2 separate regions of the Mus musculus genome follow, and region 1 is linked to region 2. Evidence: chromatin contacts called from public Hi-C data. All regions are on one chromosome and are shown on one strand. Each heading gives the region's core, a stretch centred on a gene start, on an enhancer-like site or on the middle of the called end of the contact. The rest is flanking DNA. Distances are from core to core; before and after follow the strand shown.

Region 1 (2,919 bases), core at 318-2,817, 360 kb after region 2:
AAGTTGCTCACTAGATAGCATCTAACACCTATAGCATGGGCTGGTAAGATGTCTCTGTGATTTTAAGAGAGCTTGCTGTTCTTGCAAAGGACCAAACTTTGGCTGATTCTCAGCATCAATGTAGGGTGGCTCACAAGTGCCTGTGACTGAAGCTCCAGGGGACCTGTTGCTTTCTTCTGACCTCCATGGTTGAGTGCACTCAGACACATGCCCAAACACATATACATAGATAAATCTTAAACCCAAACCAGGCCTCCCACCTCTTTTGTTGGCAGAGTTTTCTCATCTGCTACCTGTACTGTAGGTCATACTTTCTTTGGGGATGAGGTATCATGTAGCTTCAAGTTGTCCTCAATCTTGCTACCTGAATTATGGAGGCTAATAACATGATACAGGAATTTGTTCCTTAAGATTTTGTTTATAAAAACAAAGCACAACACCCTAAAGGCTCTCCCAAAGATCACCTTCCTGTGTACCCAGTCTCATCTCACAGCACCCCGGCACAGTAGTGCAAGCATCCGAGGCAGAGGCGGGAAGTCTGGTAGGGGTGATACATTTATTTTGGATATCTTTATTTTTAATCACCTTAACAGTCATTTACCTCTCATCTCTTTAACAGACTTTTGTACCATCAGGTAAAGCTTTTGGAAGACATTAACTTAAACCACTAACCTCCACTAACCTGAAAGCTAAGACTATAATTACATAGCATCTAAAACTTATAGCAATTTCCCCCCAATTCTGCTGTAGCCTGCATACATCTCACATTACCTTTGGGGAGCTTCGTTTTATGTTGACAAACCTGCTTAGAGGATCCAGAAAGGCAAGCATCCAATTCCTAGTTCTTCCATGACTAATTGTGTGACCTTGAGGACTTAAGTTGCCTGTACCTGCAGCCTGGGATAACTCAATACAGGAAACCATAACAGTTTCTATGAAGAGAGAAAGGTCAAAGCAGTCATAAACCTGAGAACTGAAGTTGTGCGGTACTTGCGATTTACTCTGCAGGACCGCTCTTACTTAGGCAGAGCCTGACTGAGGCAGGGGCATAACTTACTGGCCGACTTCTAGCACACTACAGCCTGCCAGGTCTTTCTGGCTTTTTCGCTCCGCCCCAGGAATCCTTTCCCACCGCGATGGCACGCACACCCCGGCCTGCCTTAACCACAGGCGGGCGCCGGCGCCCCAGTGACGCGAGCCTGCGGGGCGCTGAGGCAAGACACACGCTTCCTCGGGTCTCCTGAAGCTGTCACTACCGGCCACAGGCTGTCATCGCCCCTTGGCCCGCTCCGTCAGGCGGGCAACTTCCCCGGTGTGAGGCTGGACAGCACCGCCGGCCTGGAGCAACCTGCGCAGGCGCGTTGGCCCGCCGCCCTCCGGTCCAGGTCCCTCGACCCGGTATTGAGAGGAGACGGCAGCGGCCGAGGGCCGCGGCCCCGCCCGCCCTGCCTTGAGGCCCTCAGCCCTCTCACCAGTCTTCGGAGGGCCGCTCCGAGCCGCGTTCACCTCAAAGCGTTGCGGACAGCGCTGGCCTCAGGGCGCGGAGGAAGGGGCGGGCGCAGTGCAGGGCGGGGCCAGGAGACAGCACGCTGATTGGCCCACTCTGTCCGCAGGGTTACTGGGGCATCTAGCCCGCGCAAGCGCACTATTGACCTGCCCTGGCAGAGGGCGGAGTTGACATGGTGTGCCCACAGTGTCACAGGGCAGGTTTAGCTAACCTGTCTCTCCGTTCGGGTGTCCACGCGTGGGCCCTTCTGCTACTGAGAGCAAAGGGCTGTGAGCCCAGTGCCACCTTGAGCTGAGTCAGGGCCGTATAGACCACTCGAGGGAGACCAGTAGCACCCATCCGTCGCCATGTTAATGTATTTCTAAACTGCGAGGCCAGACCAGATGCTCACTGTCTTGATTAATCTTCCCCATAGATTAATGACCTGTCCAGCATTGCCAGGGACGGCGGTAGTCCTGTTCTGCTGACCAGATGCCTTCCGGTGTGAATGGAGACGGCTCCCAACCTTTCAGAGCAAGGGCTTCTAACCAGCGCTTGCAGCATAGAACGCCCAACTCAAAACCGTAAACCTGCTGGGGATGTAGCTCAATTGACAGATTGCTGGACGAGCCGAGACCCAGAGTTTATTTACAAGTACCACACGAAACAGATCGGTGGGACGCAGACTCGCTGGACGCAGTGGGAGCAGGAATTCAGCCAGCATAGACCCTGAGTCCGTGTTGGTTAGTTTTGTCTATTTGAAAGGATATCAAAACACCTGAGAATACAGTCTCAACGAGAATTATATGGGTTGAGTTGACCCATGGTTAACATTTTCATGATTGGGTTAAGTGAGGTGGAAGGCCCACTCCGAATGTGGGAGGTACCATGTCATGGATTAGGTTCTGCACTGTTCTGAGTGTTGGGAGGCGACAGAGAGCAAGCGTCAAGCACCCATTAGCTCTTTGTTCATGACTATGGGATGTGGAGCAAGCACCTGTACTGCTGCTGAGACTCCTCTATAGTAATGGACTATCACCTAGAGTTGGAAGCTAAAATAGTCTTGCTTCATTTAGTTGCTCTGTCAGGGTGTTTTACTAAAGCAACAGACATGAAACTACCTGTCAAGACCATTATTGAAATAAAAGAGTAACATTAAAAAAAAGTTTGTGTATGACTTAATTTTGTAAGATATATAAATATATTTAATCATTTGACTTTATAATACATACTGGGAACTGATAGTATCTTCAAGTTACCTTTTAAAAATTTACATCACAATATCAGCCCCCTCCTCCCAGTACCCTTTGCACGAAGATCCTCCTCCCATCCCCCTTCCCTTCTGAGTGACTTATTTTGTAACAACTTCACAGTTGTTTACTTTTTAGATGACAACAGACTGAAATGTCACACAAATATATTTGTATATACAC
Region 2 (2,934 bases), core at 41-2,540:
TCGACACCTTCACTATTCCTATGTGGGTAAGCCTTCCTTTGTTTTACTAATTAGCTTTATTGCCGTATAAGTCACATACAATAAAACCTACCTATCTTAAGGGCACTCAGTGTGCTGGGCAGTGGTGGCACACACCTTAGATCCTCCTGCCTCTGCCTCACTACTGATGGGATTAAAATAATCGTGGCGAGATGCCTCGATTCAGCAGGTGAAGGCACTTGCCGCCAAGCCCGATGACCTGGATTTGATCCTTAGAACCTGCATGGTAGAAAAGAACCAACTTCCTCACACTTTTCTCTGACCTCAATTTGCCCAGGCGCAAACCGGCCCACACTACAATGAATAAGTGAATGAATAAATACAAAACTACAGATGAGCTGGGCGTGGTGGCGCACGCCTTTAATCCCTGCACTCGGAAGGCAGAGACAGGCAGATTTCTGAGTTCGAGGCCAGCCTGGTCTACAGAGTGAGTTCCAGGACAGCCAGGGCTATACAGAGAAACCCTGTCTCAAAAAAACAAAACAAACAAACAACAAAAAAAAACTACACATGAGCCGAGCTGACCACCTGGCTAGGAATGCGGAGGTGACCTGAACCAAATGCTTCTCTTCTGGTGACACACGGTACAGTATTCCACTCCGGTGACTCCAAGTCTCTCTTGGCTCCCCCACCCACCCCCTCCCACCCTCACGTGTGTCACATTGGCCTCTGCCTAGGAAGTGGCGTGACTGCATGTAGGGTGTTCTCTGAGGCCAAAACAGTCTTATGTAATCACACCTGAAAATGTAAGTTTTCATCAAACCATTTCTGGTTCTGGGACTCAGCCTGCGATAAGAGGAAGAGAACATGTGATCCTTGGATCCTTCATTTAAATGGGTGGTGTGGGGTGTTTCGAGAAGACCTCTCCAAAGAAGAGATGCTGTCTCAAGATGGAAAAGGATGAGCAAGCCTTAGTATGAGAAAGAGTATCCTCCGAGGAGGAACAAATAGATGGTCTGGAAAGTCTCAAGGTAACCCAGGCTGGCCTTGAACTTGTTACGTTGCTAAGGAAACTTTGAACTACCGACTCTCCTGCCTCCTCCAAGATGCTATGACTCTTAAGAGTTCATAACCACACCTGATGGGATTTTTTGTCTTTATTTTAAGAATGTGGTAGAGCCACTACACGGTTCTCTTACACAGGGCGTGACCACACGTTCTTTCTTCTGGTCATTCAGGGTTAGGGAAGGGTGAGCTGTGGAGGCAGGTGCCGGAAGCAGCAGGAAACAGTAGAGGGAGGCTGTTGTAATCACCTAAGAGGGCCACAGCTGTGAGTGCCTGCTATGATCAGGGGAAGCACAGAGCTTAGCGACTGAGTGAAAGGAACAGGGCTTCCTCCTTCACCAGAAGAACTCAAAGCTGTCTGAAAAGGTAGTCACAGAACTGTACAGCTGACAGTGACCACAGAGGTCATTTTCCAGTTTTGGGGGAACCGTATTCCAAAGAGGGTCCTGAACTCACCCCCACCCTGGCGAAAAACTGGAACTGGGGCATGAATTCAATGAACTCAAATAGGAAGAGACCAAGGTGGCCCCCATCCCAGCACTCCAGGGAGGCTTCCTGGAAGAGGTGGAGCAGATCAGCATCAAGATCTGATAGTGCTGATGGGTGTGGTTCACTATCTGCTGGCTGCTGGCAAGAGAGTCACCGGTTCTAGACCAGCATGGGCATCGGGATTAAAACCCTGACTAAGGGCCAGAGAGACAGCTCAAAGGGTAAAGATGCTTGTCTCACAGTCTGGTGATCTGAATTTGATCCCCAGGACCCACATACACTTGGAGAGAACAAACTCTATAAAAGTTAACCTCTGCTGGGCAGTGGTGGCACACACCGTTGACCCAGCACTTGGGAGGCAGAGGCAGGTGAATTTCTAACTTTGAGGCCAGCCTGGTCTACAGTGTGAGTTCCAGGACAGCCAGGGCTATACAGAGAAACCCTGTGTCATGGTTTGTATATTTTTGGACCAGGGAGTGGCACCATTTGGAGGTGTGGCCTTGTTGAAATAGGTGTGACCTGGTTGGAGTAGGTGTGTCACTGTGGGTGTGGGCTTAAGACCCTCACCTTAGTTGCCTGGAATCAGTCTTCCACTAGCAGCCTTTGGATGAAGACATAGAACTCTCAGCTCTGCCTGTGCCACGCCTGCCTGGATGCTGCCATGCTTCCACCTTGATGTTAATGGACTGGACCTCTGAACCTGTAAGCCAGCCCCAATTAAATGTTTTTTATAAGACTTGCCTTGGTCATGGTGTCTGTTCACAGCAGTAACTAAGACACCCTGTCTCAAAAAGAAAAAAAAAAAAAAGTTAACCTCTGACCTCCACTTGTGCACCTTGGCACATGTACCCACACACATGCATCATGCACACACACACAATAATCACTGGTCCCTTGTACAAAGTCATCAATACTTTAGTTCCCAAGTAGAAGCTATCTCTCCCAGTCTTTTTCCTGAGGCCTTGTGCAAAGCAGGGTGGGCAGGATCCAGTCCCTAGGAGCAACTCCGAAAGGCTGGGCAAAGAGAGCCACAGGAAAGAGCGCAAGCCAGGTGCATCATGGTCCCTGTATCTGTGGCTTTGGGCTTTCACATCTTACCTGCTCTTCTCAGTATGGGAGCCCACGGGGTCAGCAAAATAGAGCAGAAACAATGCCTGGTAGCTCTAGTGTCGCAAGGATTTGGTAGAGTGAGGACTTTTTTTATAGAGTGGAAATACTTTGTGGTAGCCAGCAAGCTTACCAACTCCATAAAAATCACCAAATCTAGACAAATAAATGACTCCTGTCCATCAACTGCTTGACACACCCCTCAGAGATTTGGCCATGTGTCTTCTGGCTGTGTGCCTCTTTGTGCACATGACTTGAAAAGGCTGAGGCAGCTGAGGGGCCCTTAGATTAAGC

Evidence for each region. Hi-C and Micro-C count contacts between places; a contact is called where the count stands out from the background.
Region 1: a contact with region 2 is called in a Hi-C map of regulatory T cells, with 4 times the contacts expected there. The contact joins the promoter of Zfp672 here to the enhancer-like site in region 2. A contact is called at or near these places in 3 of 39 promoter capture datasets (the HPC-7 cell line, erythroid cells and pre-B cells), 11 of 484 Hi-C or Micro-C datasets (B cells, CD4 T cells, CD8 T cells and 6 more), 6 of 115 datasets of contacts at active chromatin or transcription factors (bone marrow-derived macrophages, effector CD8 T cells, embryonic stem cells and 3 more) and 2 of 9 other capture datasets (adipose tissue and liver).

The regions. Positions count from the first base shown.
Region 1 is chr11:58,321,798-58,324,716 of GRCm38.p6, forward strand. Zfp672 (zinc finger protein 672) reads right to left here and starts at 1,568. Exons shown (of 4, transcript NM_001256516.1): 1 at 1,473-1,568; 2 at 772-932.
Region 2 is chr11:57,957,196-57,960,129 of GRCm38.p6, forward strand. No RefSeq gene overlaps it. Among named protein-coding and RNA genes, the nearest start is that of Gm33078, 47 kb to the left of the region's middle. Within about 2 kb of position 1,291, at least 55 of the 459 cell types and tissues checked have an H3K27ac peak or open chromatin away from gene starts, as enhancers often do. A contact at or near this core is called in B cells, CD8 T cells, the G1E-ER4 cell line and 4 more, where this site is marked.